Linked DNA regions of Manis pentadactyla: region 1 is linked to region 2. The links are chromatin contacts, called in public Hi-C maps. All regions are on one chromosome and are shown on one strand. The core of a region is the stretch at or near the end of the contact, and the rest is flanking DNA. Distances in the headings are between cores, read along the strand shown.

Region 1 (6,054 bases), core at 1,622-4,121, 210 kb before region 2:
ACGTTGGCTTGCTGTCCATCTTCACATTGGTAATATGACTAAAAGGGTTTAACATGGTGTGTAGTGAGTGATGATAGCTATTAAGTGTTAAGGGACTGCACAAATATTAGTGGATGTTGTTAGTGGAGGAGACCTGTGTCTCTAAACTACAATCCCACTTGGAGGACAGATACAGGACACTGAGTGCCATGACCCACATGGTTCCCTAGGGAAACCCCCCAGAGAAGCTGAAGCAAGGCAACAGCCCTCTGCTGGAGGCACTCCCTTGAAAAGTGACTTCCCTCTCAGGCACAATCCAGAAAGGACAAGCAGGGCTCTGGGATGACCTTGGGGTACTTCTCCATTCCAGACCCCACATCCTGGAGCACGCACTTTGCCTGACATAGCAGCCATTTGCAGGACACCACTCTGGCAGCAGACTGCTGGTTGTGAATCCATGAACCCACTGAGTAGGATTCTCTCAGTTTTGCAGAGGTGACCACTGGGCTGGCAGGGTCTGCAGGGCAAAGATGATGGGGCGCTCCCTTCCACAAGTGGTCAAGGGCAGCCAAAGTAAGGGGTGTGGGCAAACTCTAACCTAGTGGTTCCTACTTGGGTGCACCTGGGGGACTTTAAAAATAACGGTTCTTAGGTTCCATCCCCAGTTGGTCAGTTTAATTAGTCTGGGGTGGCCCCTAAGTGCTGTTTTGATTTAATTCCCCTGGAGATTCTAACATGTAGAACCACTGCCCTCACCTAAGAATCCATAAACATGGAGATGGTAAAAGTAAGGACACTGAGGCCCAGAGATTCTAAGAGGCACTCTTGGTCACAGCACCACTGAGCCATGCACCTGAGAACCTCCACTCCTGCCCCTCCATTCCTAAGCACTTGCAGGGGCACAGGATTTGAAAGTAATAGGCATGTATCTCTAGTTTTAGCTCTTCTTATTCAAAGCCTCTCGGGACTGGGAGGGGTGGTTGGTCATGGTGTGTATGAACATGTACACATGTGTAAAAATGCTCCAGTGTGAATTACTGCCTTTAGGTATGTGCCTCTCTCTGGAGGTGTGGGGGGGAAGAATTCATCTTTCCCTCTTAACATGCTTAAAGGGATAAATAACATCCTAATGCTGCAACTGCCCGTTGAAAAGGCAAAAGAGCTGATTTGGTGGAGGAGCGACGACTCTAAGGGCCAGTTCTATAGAGATCACAGGATTCTGACCTCAGCCCAGATCCAGCTTAAGGGGAATAACAGATCTGCCAGGGAAAGAAGACACTTCTTGCTTATTGGTGCCCATTAAAATGACCAGAGCCTTCAATGGTAACTGATACTAGCCCCTTCTATTTGTAGTTTCTTTTTCCAGCTGCTATCATATCCTTCATTTCTTTTCTCCTTACAGCAATCCCATGATGTAAGTATGATGAAGAATACTGTTATATTTCTATTTTTTCCAATGAGGAAAGCTCAGATCCAGAGAGAAGTTACCTTTCCTAGATACATGTAGTGTCAGGAGCTGAGATGTTTTACAGACCGGAAAGCCTTGCTGACAGATCTGCCCTGCTCCTCACATTCACTCCCTTGCCTGTGACCCAACAAGCAGACAGCTTCCCTCAAGTTCTCAAGGCCCATCAATTTCAGGTCTGAAATGCCCTCCAGGAACATTCCCTGACTTCTCTGACAGATGTCATCTGTCGCCTCTTCAAGGGACTACATTATGCACATTTCTATCAGAAGGCTTCAGCTTAAGGGTCTCTTCTCATATTTACCTCAGGCACTGAGCAGTATTTTGTGAAGTGTGGACCCAGAATCACATACATCAACTCTCCTAGACTCTAGGGCCTCACTGCTTTTGAAATCGGACCATGCACATGAGTCACCTGAAGACCTTGATAAAATGCAATGCAAATTCCCTGACCCCACCCAAATCTAATAAATAAGACTACCTGGTGGGCCTATAAATGTGCATTTTTAACAAACACACCAGTTATTCATGAGCAAACAAAAATTTGATTACCCCTCCTCTGAGCCATGAGCTCCTTATATGTTAGAATTAAGTATATTTGGTTGTTTGTTTTAGCATCTGCAGCCCCCAGCACCTAGCACAGGTCCTGGCAAACATAATATATGCTCAATTAGTCTTTATTAATTGTATGAATAGTTCATCTAATGTTGGTATATCCAAACTTACCTAGTAAGAGTTTGGTTTTATCTTTGCATTCTGGCGTGTTCCAAGGGTTGTTGCAGGAGCCCCAGGGCAGCACAGACACAAAGGAGGCAAACAGGTAGAAAAGTGTGTAGCAGATAATCACATTGTAGTATATGGCTATTAGGACGGAGATGATTAGCATTGCGATGCCACAACCTGTGGAAGCAAAATTTCCAGGGATTCATTCCATCCCAAATCCTGTGCTTTCTCACAGTTGGGCACAAGGTGAGGACCTAGGTCTTTTTGACAGATGGATAAGCTAATAGCAGAGTGGACTCGGTATCTTCCAGGGACACTGAGGTGTTCTGCCAGGAACAGGGCAATGCCAGAGTTGATTTGGGGCCATTCTTAAGAGAGCTCCAGAGGTGGAATTTATCAAATAGACAAGGAAGGAGTGAGTTCCACCAATCACAGAACAGGTCTCCCTTCCTGGGGCAAGTGGTGCCAGGGAGAGAGGTGGGGCTGAGGAGGCTAGAAGGCAGGATGGACTCACCTTGCAGGGCTGGGATGGCCTTCCACACAGACACGGGCCCCTGGCTGGCAAACTGGCCCAGTGACACCTCTAGGAAGAAGATGGGCAACCCAGCCAGCGCCAGCATCATCAGGTAAGGGATGAGGAAAGCACCTTAGAAAGAGAGAGTGGGAAGTGAGAGACCCAAGAGGCCAAGGCTAGGCTCAGACCCACCTTTACCGTCTGAGGTGGGAGCTGGGTCCCTTTCCTTCCGCAGAGGCTTTTGATATTCCAGCTCAATCCCAGGCACCCAGGAACATTTAAGAGCCCTTGGCTAAGTGCACGGGAGCCCTGCACACACTCCTGTACTCGGTTCCCCACCAGGTGGATTGCTGGGTGGTGCTGGCTGGGTTTTATTGTTTTCTTTTTCTTACTATTGTACTTCCATGTCCCCAAATTAAGCCATCCTCAGAATTCAACAAAGCCATGCCTTTGACTCATGATTGGAGTCAACATCTCCTCAGCACATCCACCTCCAAGGACCTACCATCTACGCAGCAAGACTCCAGGAGCCCTTCTCTACAAAAAGCCAAGTTATCTGTGCTCGGCGAGGACAGACCTCTCCCACACAGCGGCCAGCACACACTCCCCAACTTCCTTCTCCACATAAAAAGTCCCTTCCATCCTTCAAGGTCAACTCAAATGCGTGGTCCTCTAAGAAGTCTCCCTTCTCTGCTGTCCCACCTTACCTTCCCCGGGCACTGGGCAGCACTTAACAATATTGATGGGGGTGTCTTATCTATACCGTGAGGCCCCCCGAGGTTGTTGACCCTTCTCTTTCCTCCCCAGAAGACCTGGCCTAGGGCTATAGTAACTGGTAAGCCTGTACAGACCCGGCTGACAGTTCTTGGGTTTTTTTCCCCTCAGGGATTCTTTGAGGTTTTAGGGGAGGGTCTTGGGGAACAGCCCTGGGCTTTTAAAAGATTTAGACCCGGAAACGCAGTTGCATGGGTCAAAGCCACCTCAGAGACCAGAGATGCCAGAGCCCAGACATGCTCAACATAGGGGACGCTGATCTGCCCTTCCTGCTCGCCCTTGTCCCAACTTCCTGTCCCGCGGAAGGGCCTTTGCTGCCGGGGCCTCTGCACCCGAGGAAGGCCCGGCGGCGGCCAAGGGGAGTAATAAGAGAGGTCCTGCTCTATCCTCTCCAGACAGGGTTTCCGAAAGAGACGTGGTTTACGTAATTCTCTTCTGCTCCTGTAAGGAGGAGGCGAGCTCTCCACTCCGCGCTGAGAGCTGCGGGGCCGAAGACGCAGTGCGGAAAGTCTCCCTCGCCCTCCGCGCGCCTCCTGGGCGCGCAGCTCCGGGAACCCGGCCACGCGCCCAGCCCCGCACTTTGCAGATCTCCGGCGAGCAAAACACCGGCAACTCTGGCTCTCCCAACTTCCCTGACTGGGCCTCCCACCCAACCCGGATCCTGGGTGCCCACCCTTTCCTGTCATTGGTGGCCCCAGGACACACCTCCGGCCCCCTTCCTGCTCCCTGGTTTGGGGATTCCCTGCGGAAGACCGAGAGAAAACCCAGCTGGGGTGCCTCTGTGTGGCCAACAAACGTTCTTCTCCTTCCAGGGCACCCCTCATTGCAAAAGCGCTGCCATCCTAATAAGTACTTGTCAACATGTCCTAATATGGAGTTGGGGGAGGGGACATTAACATATTTTTTTCCGTTTTACTCGTCCCGTGGTGCAGCATCTGACCGTCGTCCGGGATGCACCAAATTCCGCCTGAGGCCCACCCACGAGAAAAAAACAAAACAAAACAGCTGCCTAACCTGATGCGGGCGGGGGCGCCTTTCTGGTCTCTTTGGTCAGTTGAAAAGCTGTGGAACGGAGTCCTACGTGCAAATTCCTATTCCCAGAAGGCGATTTGTCAGTTTAGCCAACGGGGAGGCTCTAAGGAGCTTCAACGTCAGGAGGGCAAGCAGAGGGGGCCTTGACTGTGTGGGCTCCCTCCTCACTGGGCTCCGAAGAGGTGAAACGGATCCTAGAATTCTGGAAGCTGGTGCACGCCTAACTGGCGTCCTCGCCATTTCAGAAACGGGTTTCCTTCAAAAGCAGCTTCTTCCACCCAGTTAGAACAAGTGAAAGGAAACCCGTTTTTGCTAAGCGATTTTGCTAGTCAAAATGCCCTGCCAGTGTGCAAAACGATTAATGCGTGTGGATACTTCTGAGAGGTTTTCCAGAGCACAGACCCCAGCCCTTCTGTACTCACACCTCCTGGGTCGCAGCCTGCGTTCTGTACAACCCAAATGTCCATTCCCAAGGCCTCCCATGTAGGCTCCAATTTTGGTTTTAATCTTAAAACATCCTTAATTCAGTGCCAAGGACCACAGAGCTACTGTCATTTAGCAGGGAGGAGTGAAACCACTCACTGAACACTTGTCAGCTAGAGTCTGAACTCCTCTGCAGTCAGTGCCCACTTGGCCTGGGACCCGACCTCTCAGGCTGAACCAGTGGGCGATCACGAGGGCCTACCTCTTCCCTAACCAACATCTCCAGATAAAAGCCCCTGGATCTACTGCCAACCAGTTACAGTAGCCCCCGCCCTCTGGCTTGGCACTGTTCCCTACAATTTAGCTGGAGTGTGAGGAGGCTGTCCTGAACCTCCCCTTCTGGCCCTGGATTCTGGGTAACCCCAGCCCCGCAAATGCCCACCCCGCCGCGCCGCAGGCCAAAAGACTGGAAAAGCCATACCTCCCCCGTTCTGGAAGGCCAGGTAGGGAAACCTCCAGACATTGCCCAGCCCCACTGCATACCCCACCATGGACAGGATGAAGTCCAGTTTGCTGGACCAGTTCCCTCGGGCCTTATTCTCATCCCCTTGCTCGTCCTCCTGGGGGGCGGAAAAGCACATTGTTGGATAATAGCCCGGGTCCCTTGAAAGCAGGCACCATGCCACCCCTCCCCCCGCTGAGGGTGCTTCCCAGCAAGCAGGCCCCCGCTTTTCAACTGAGGATGCATCGGCAAGCAGAACCCCAATTCTGAAGATAGGATGCATCTACAAGCAGGGCTCTCACCCCTCAACCCTGAACTGAGAGTCTTTCAGCAAGCAGGCTCCCAATTCTGATCTGAAAATCCATTTTAAGCAGACCTCTGGACCCCCCAAGCCTGCAGTGAGGGCACACACCAGCAAGCAGCTTTCCCCAAACTTTGAACCTGTAGGATGATTGCAAGCAGGTCCCTCCATCCCCAACCACTGACCAAGAGTTCATTTGGCAAGCAGGCCCCCAATATCATGCCGAGAGTCCCCAGCAAGCAGGCCCCTAACCAACCCCTCCCTCCCAAAACCCTCAATCACCCCTTCCTCAGCCCTTTGTCCCTCTGGAGTCTGCTATGGCAAGAAAGACAGCTGCAGTG
Region 2 (6,980 bases), core at 1,659-4,158:
AGTATTGCTGTAATTCAGTTAAAAAATGCATAGTAAACATGGTTAAAGAAAAACAGTAATGAGCCTAAGTCATTCATGTCTTCATAATGCAGCTGAATTTGATTTATAAACATATCAGATATTTACCTAATGTTCTTTATAGCTGTTTGTAGATAGAGGGAACAAAAACTGAATTATGTATTTAATGAATTTTAGAACAGTACAGCTCTTCTATGTCCATTTAAAGAAATGGAAGGCTTTCATTGCAAAGTTACTAAGTTTAAATTCAAGTTTCAAAAGAATCATCACCTAAATATTTTGCTTACCACCTTAACTTCGTCACTCCTTTTACCATACTCTTACCAAATTCCCTATAAATTATAACTCAGTCCTGTATGCCTTGAAGTTTATGTTATGCTCTAACCTGATAAATTGTAGTTTTTCATAATGACCCATCTCCTTTTCCAAAGTCCACCCCTACCCTTGCTCTTAACTCTAATATGGTAAAAATGCAATCACATGACAAGGGTTTCTTTCTTCCCTTTTTAGTTGTAAAGCCAATATAAGCTTAAATACAGTTAATCTTATCCTTAGAATGACTTAAAAGTCTCTCCTCAAAGGCCACTTGTCAAAAAACTTCACTTTCATAACATAGGTTGTTGCTATGTTTCACTATACTGGTTTCTATAGAAAAGGAAAGGTCTAAAAAATATATGAAGTTAGAACTTTAATTTCAAAACTGTGATTTTCTTTATTCTAAAAAATACTCACCATGTTTATGGACCATGTTATCAATACTAAATTGATGCTCAGACTTGCAATGTGAAAACGTTTCTTCAGCAGATGTAAATAACCTAAAAAATCAAGCAGTCCCCCAAGTCTAAATATTGGTTTCATGTTAAATATGCACCCCCATCACTACCACCACACAGCTGGTTTCTAGGTTTCTTTCCAATTAATAAAAAAATAAACATACCTTCTAAAGGGAATTAATATTTCTGAGTCCCATTTTACACCTACAACAAACTAACTACCCTGCAAATGTCAGTATTATTTACCAAATAGCACTGCATTTATCAAAAGGCTTTTAAAGAAGAGAATTCCCTTTGATAGATTGTTGTTCTCAAGACATGAAAATTCCCTACACAAGATTTTTTCCCCTAAGTGTCAACTCTGCTTTCAGAACTGGCATTGCTCAAACTGCTTTTAGAAAGCAAGCATAAAATGTAACTTTAGCTGGCACATTTCCAAAGTGTTATATTTCAAAATGATGTAGTGTTCCCAATGTACTTGAATTACAGATATTATGAGGACTAAGCCTCTTTATTATGTGACCTGCAAAACTGAAAGACACGAGATTGGAATACAGCAGAGAAACTACATATCTCTTCTATATGATTAGCACATATGTAGCAGTTTTCAATGTTTACCAATATAGGTTATTTTTGCAGTACTTCTGCAGTCTATCACAAAATAGTACATCCCTGATGCTCCATAAAGATTATTTTATGAGGACTATAATATATGGAGACATTCCTTGCCTACCCAAACGAGGATATGTGTGAGAACAGCGAGGAATCGAGGAGTCAATACACTGCCAATCAGCACCATGTCCAAATTTAGGGGAAACTAGAAAATTTATTTAAATAATACTGCCCAAGGCCAACCGGGCCTCTTTCAGGCCCACTTGCCCAGTATAGCAACCAAAGTCAAAGTTTGTTAAGATGAAGAGGCATAATTTTAAATGGAAAGAACATGGATTTGGATATAAGCAAACCACAGTCTCGTGACTTTGAACAAGTCATTGATACTGCCGTCACTTTTTCCCAAAGTGAAAATGGTATCAATTCCTTCCCTTCAATAGATGGCGAGCCTCTAAGACAGGTACTTCTTTAAATGGCTCAAATGTAAATATTACACCTGAGAAAGTTTCTACTTGTCAAAGAATTACAGAATGGTGAAGCTGGAAGGGTCCTGAGGCATTACCTAGTTTAGTGACACCCAAACTTGCTATTTATTCATTAGAATCAAACCTCAGATACGTCTTTATTAAAGAGAAGATTCCTAGTTCCCATCCCTGCTTTAGAAGACCTTGGGTGCAGAGTTCACCATCTGTATTTCTTTTTTAAGTGTTTCGAGTGACAAAAGTATGCCACCAAATGCCCTCTCATTTTACACTAGGGGAAACTGAGGCCCGTCGAAGTAGTATAACCTGGCTTCCGGTTCATTGCTCCTTCCTGTACACCACTGTGCATCCTATTTCTCAACAACCCTCACTCAAATTACTGGTAGAGAATTCGTGGGCGGGCCATTCTGAACTGCAGACGCAGACCACACGGACGCACGCGGCCCGGGCCCCCTGAGGCTGGGGCCTGGCGCCGCGGCGGACGAACCTGTCACAGAACAGGCAGGGGGTGTGCTGCTTGTCGCGGGGGAGATCGGCTTCCTCCTCGTCCTCCCAGGCAGCCTCGTCGCCGCTGTCTGACAGCTCGGGCGGGTCCTCCTCATCCTCCAGGGCGCCCTGGCCGCCTGCCACACGCAAACGATCAGCTCACATCTTTCGAAGACCCTCCCAGGGTGAGCGCTTCCCGCGCCCCGCTCCCCCGCGGCCCTCACCGCACGTCCCCCACCCTCCCTGCAAGGCCTCACCCGCCCGGCTCCGCGTGCCGGAGCCCGGGGCGGGAGGGGTTTTTCACCAGCCCCACGTTGACGCGGCCTAGGGGCCGGAAGAGCCGGCTTTTTGGGGGCCAGAGGTACCCACCAGTAGCGCTCGACATTAACGAGCACATGGCTGTGAAAACCCGGAGCCGCGCGCGCCTGGGGGCGGGGACCGGACTGGCAACGTGCGCGCAGCCTCCCGAGCACTCAGGCCAGGGAACCCGGGAACGAGCGCGAGCGCACGGCTAATCCTGAGTTTGGGGAAACCCGCGGAAGCCTAGACGCCCTGGCCGGCAAGCGCTTCCGGCCACGTGGCCGGGCGTTGGTCACGTGAGATGGGTGGGCGGGGCGAGAGCCCGGGCTCTCTTTCCAGCCGCAGGTTTGATGCAGTGCGCGCCTAGTAGTCGCTGAGGCAGGGTGCATGTCCCAGGTAACGACACGACTTTTGTCTCCTGGGCTGCAGCCGGCCTTAGCAAGATGTTCTCGTCCGCCGTCCTGCGCGCAGAGGCGGCGAGTCGGTGCAGCAGTTTTGCAGGGGACATCACGCCCTCTGTGCATCTCATTACCCGGATGAGCAGTTAGATGGGCGACGAACCCGCGGCGCCCTCTGGCGGCAGAGGAGACCGAACGCATAAAGAGCCTGAGACTCGCTTCGGGTTCCTGGGCTTCCTGACCCGTGAAGATGCCGCTGGGGAGAGGGAACTGCAGGAGCCAGTGTGGGTGTACTAGGAACCACGAGGGCCAAAGCCTTGCGGGCTGTTTTAAGGGTTTTAGTCAGTGCTTAAGTGAAAGCATGGACGCCAGAGCCAGCCTGCTTGGTTTGACTACTTCTTGTCACTTTCTAACTGTGATCTTGAGCAAGTCACCTGACCGTTCTCGGCCTCCTTTCCCCAACTAACGGAGTTAATGACTGCATAAACCACAGGGCTACTGTCAGGATAAAATGAGTTCATATATGTAAAGTGCTTAGACATACGTGTTAACTCTATCCTAAACAATGGGAAGCAGATGACCTGCCTAATCAGGGGAGTGATCCTGTCAGATGTGTTAAGAAAGGAACATTGTGGCTGCTGTGTGAGAAGAGCACAAACGTTCCCATACTTTATGCCTTTTTTACCTAACTAGTATCTACTCAAAACATAGAATGTTTTGTCAGGGAGAGTGGGCAGCAGTAATTTCAGCAGGTCATGATGTCCCAAGCTCTGGACCCAGAGGCTAGGGCTGTGCTTGGCACATGTTTACCCTATTCAGTTGACTATCATGGCGTCTAGGCTCTGCATCATCCTGCCTAACTTTCCATCTCAACCTTTCACCCTGGGCCCCATCTGCTGGGCAAAAATCATTTTCCCACTTCAAGGCCTTTAGTAAGAATGTTCTACAAATGGATTTTGTCTCATCCAGAAAGTCTTTCCTCAGACCACTATTTCTCATGTAGGTTCCACTGTCATTCCAGCAGCCCCGTTAGTTTCTTTCTAAGCACCTACCATGTGCTTTGTTTTCTTTTCTTTCTTGGTGTTACCCATAACATTGTTTTGCACCATGAGAATAAGGGCTATGTCTTTTACTTTCATTTCTTTGGCATACAATACATGACCCAACTCATAGTAAATACTCAAATTTGCTGAATGAAAATGTATTACTGCTAATCTATTAATGTACTCCTCTCCCTTAACTAAACTCCTAGAGGACAGAATCCATCAAATATTAGCTTTGAAGGACATTGCCGGAATATCTGCTGGCTCTGATAGGTAAGACATACAGTTAGTTCACTGAAGTATCCCTAATGGCTACATGCCCAGGGGTGCAAGGAGACATTCAGTAAGCTGAATGAGTTAGTTAATTCAAGGGCTTTCGTGTGCCCATACAACTTTTCCCTTTGTCATTCTAACATAAACTCTCAGCCCAGCAAGGACCATCTTCTCCCCATCTGTATAATATTTGGAGAGAAACCTGCTAGATCCCTTAGTAACACCCAGTCATTAATATTAAATATTAATAGTAAAAGAAGTAACACCCAGTCTACATGAGTGATTGAGTCAGAACCTTGTCCCTTGAACCTTATGTCTCACCGCAATGTTGGGCATGAGAGGCAGCAGCTTTCTCTCTACTCCAAAGATGGACACAGACTCTTCCCCTTCCCACTTCAGTAATGAGACAAAACAGAATGTTGAACAAGACGTAATAGGCTTGGGTAAGGAAACAATACTGAGAACAGGTTAAAACTGGCCACTGAGTTAAGCTTTTAGAGCCTGCAGGTTTCAGGTATCCTCACGGGGTCCCCTCCTTCACGCCTCACTTATTTGAGCCCATGCTTGTTATCACCCAAACACAGAGGCAATTCAGGGTACAGTTCCAAAGGAACCCCACCTAGCATGAGGCAGATGTTCCATCTCCTTCCTGAAGTCCACATTACAAGACTCTACCCGACCATAAAATATACCTCTTTCCTGGGTGACTGACGTTGGGTCTGTCCCAATTCCTTTAAGGATATATTCCTCCTATTAAGGAGGATAGCCTTTAAATAATAAGTAAATAATAAGTAAAAATTTACTTTAAAAAATAAGTAAATAAAACATAAAGGGGATACCCTTTATCCCATAGTGAGCATTGAAGCTTGAAAGGTACACACTATAAACCCTGTAAAAAAATATTGACTCAATTACTCAAATCACTTTGCTTCCCTCCAGCACAGAAGTTAAGTTTCACCACCATCCCTTGTCCAAGATGGAAATTAACACCGTGTGCTCCTCTTGACTTTGACCATTCCTGCTGCATCTTCCTTTCCTTTTCCATAGTTTTTAAAGTACAGCAGCTTAACTTTGCACTTCTACTGACTAAGTGACCATTTTCTGGTTAATCATTACAGGGATCCTAGAGTAATGGAGAAACCCAAATATTTGTATTTTATTCATCTATACCATATACTGACCTAGTTAATAATTAACTAGAACCTTCTAGAAATAGATACTGAATGCTCCTGCAGAGTTGTTAAAAATACAAGCTAGGATCAGGCTGACTTGAGTTAGAATACTGGTTCTACCATTTCCTAGCTTCAGGCCTCACCTATGGGTCCCTGAGCAAGGTACCTAACCACAGTGAGCCTTAGTTTCCCTAAGATATGGGGATGGCAGTACCACCTATAAGGATTAACTGGAGGGTTAAAGGACAGATTGCATGTGTAAAGGCTGGTACTTAGGAAGCAGTTGATAAATTTTTGCTGTCGTATCATCCCACTGGCCAATCAGTATACTTCATATTACCACTGATACTTAGGCATTTCCTAACAATCTAAGAGGCACCCAGGACCTGTCTATTTTAATTCCTCTATTTATCCCATGAATTATATAAGCTCTGTTATACATAACCTTTATTACATATTCTAAAGAAGTAGTAAGGCACAGTGTTCACTTAAGGACCTATTTATTTTTATTCCTCTATTTAATTATCCCATAAATTATATAAGCTCTGTTATATATAAAACCTTCATTACATATTCTAAAGAAGTAGTAAGGCACAGTATTCACTTACAAAAATGTGCAGTCAGCCCTGGGTAACTCAGACACAAATGTCAACAATTTTAGAACAGAATTAATCTGCATGATGCATAAGGTTTGCTGTGATGCTACGACTGTAGACAAGCATTTCAAAGCTGGCCTCTCCACCAGGGGCAACTGAACCATCAGGAGAAATTAAACAAAACAACAAATTTCCTGTGCCCACACCCCAACAAGTCTGTGAATAATAGTGAAACTATAGGTAAATAACACATTTTTTTAGACCCCTGAATACCAATTAGGTGGTAGGTGTTGAGTTTTAGAGTAGGAACCATTTCTCCAGGGTGGTTACAGTGTGAGGGAGCCATCGGCTTTCCCCAGGTCATGGATGGCTTTGTTATCCAGCATTTCCTTCTTGTTGCTGGGTCTCACTGCATTGTTCAGCATTGCCCTCACCACAGTGATCACGGGCACAGAATACCCACTGGCCCAAGATGCTGGTAGGGCGCCAAAGAATTTCCTGATCAACAATTCACCTGGGCGAGATTCTTGCCTATCACATAACAGAACTCTAAAGGAAAAAAAATCAGAGGAAGAGATGGTAAACTGCATTCAGACCATGGAGTGTATTATGGATTCAACTGTGTCCCCACACAAAATTTATGTTGAAGTCCTAACTCCCAGTGTGACTGTATTTGAATACAGCACCTTTAGGGCAATAATTAAGGTTAAATTAGATGACAAGAGTGGAATCATAATCCAATAGAGCTGGTGTCCTTACAAAAGAGGAAAAGATATTAGAGATCTCTCTTCACATGCCCACAGAGGAAAGACCACGTGAGAACACAG

What was found. Hi-C and Micro-C count contacts between places; a contact is called where the count stands out from the background.
Region 1: a contact with region 2 is called in a Hi-C map of skin fibroblasts, with 7 times the contacts expected there. The contact joins the promoter of LOC118936013 here to the promoter of PRMT3 in region 2. A contact is called at or near these places in 2 of 3 Hi-C or Micro-C datasets (fibroblasts and skin fibroblasts).

What each region holds. Positions count from the first base shown.
Region 1 is chr9:59,792,979-59,799,032 of mManPen7.hap1, reverse strand. It overlaps LOC118936013 (sodium- and chloride-dependent glycine transporter 2), which reads right to left and starts at 2,871. Exons shown (of 13, transcript XM_036932732.2): 1 at 2,682-2,871; 2 at 2,171-2,344. The coding sequence starts at 2,790. LOC130685034 (sodium- and chloride-dependent glycine transporter 2-like) reads right to left here. Exons shown (of 3, transcript XM_057508208.1): 2 at 5,392-5,530; 3 at 3,563-4,197. The coding sequence ends at 3,563.
Region 2 is chr9:59,580,102-59,587,081 of mManPen7.hap1, reverse strand. PRMT3 (protein arginine methyltransferase 3) reads right to left here and starts at 2,908. Exons shown (of 17, transcript XR_008999258.1): 1 at 2,741-2,908; 2 at 2,373-2,508; 3 at 751-833. HTATIP2 (HIV-1 Tat interactive protein 2) reads right to left here. Exons shown (of 6, transcript XM_036920181.2): 6 at 6,041-6,702. The coding sequence ends at 6,480.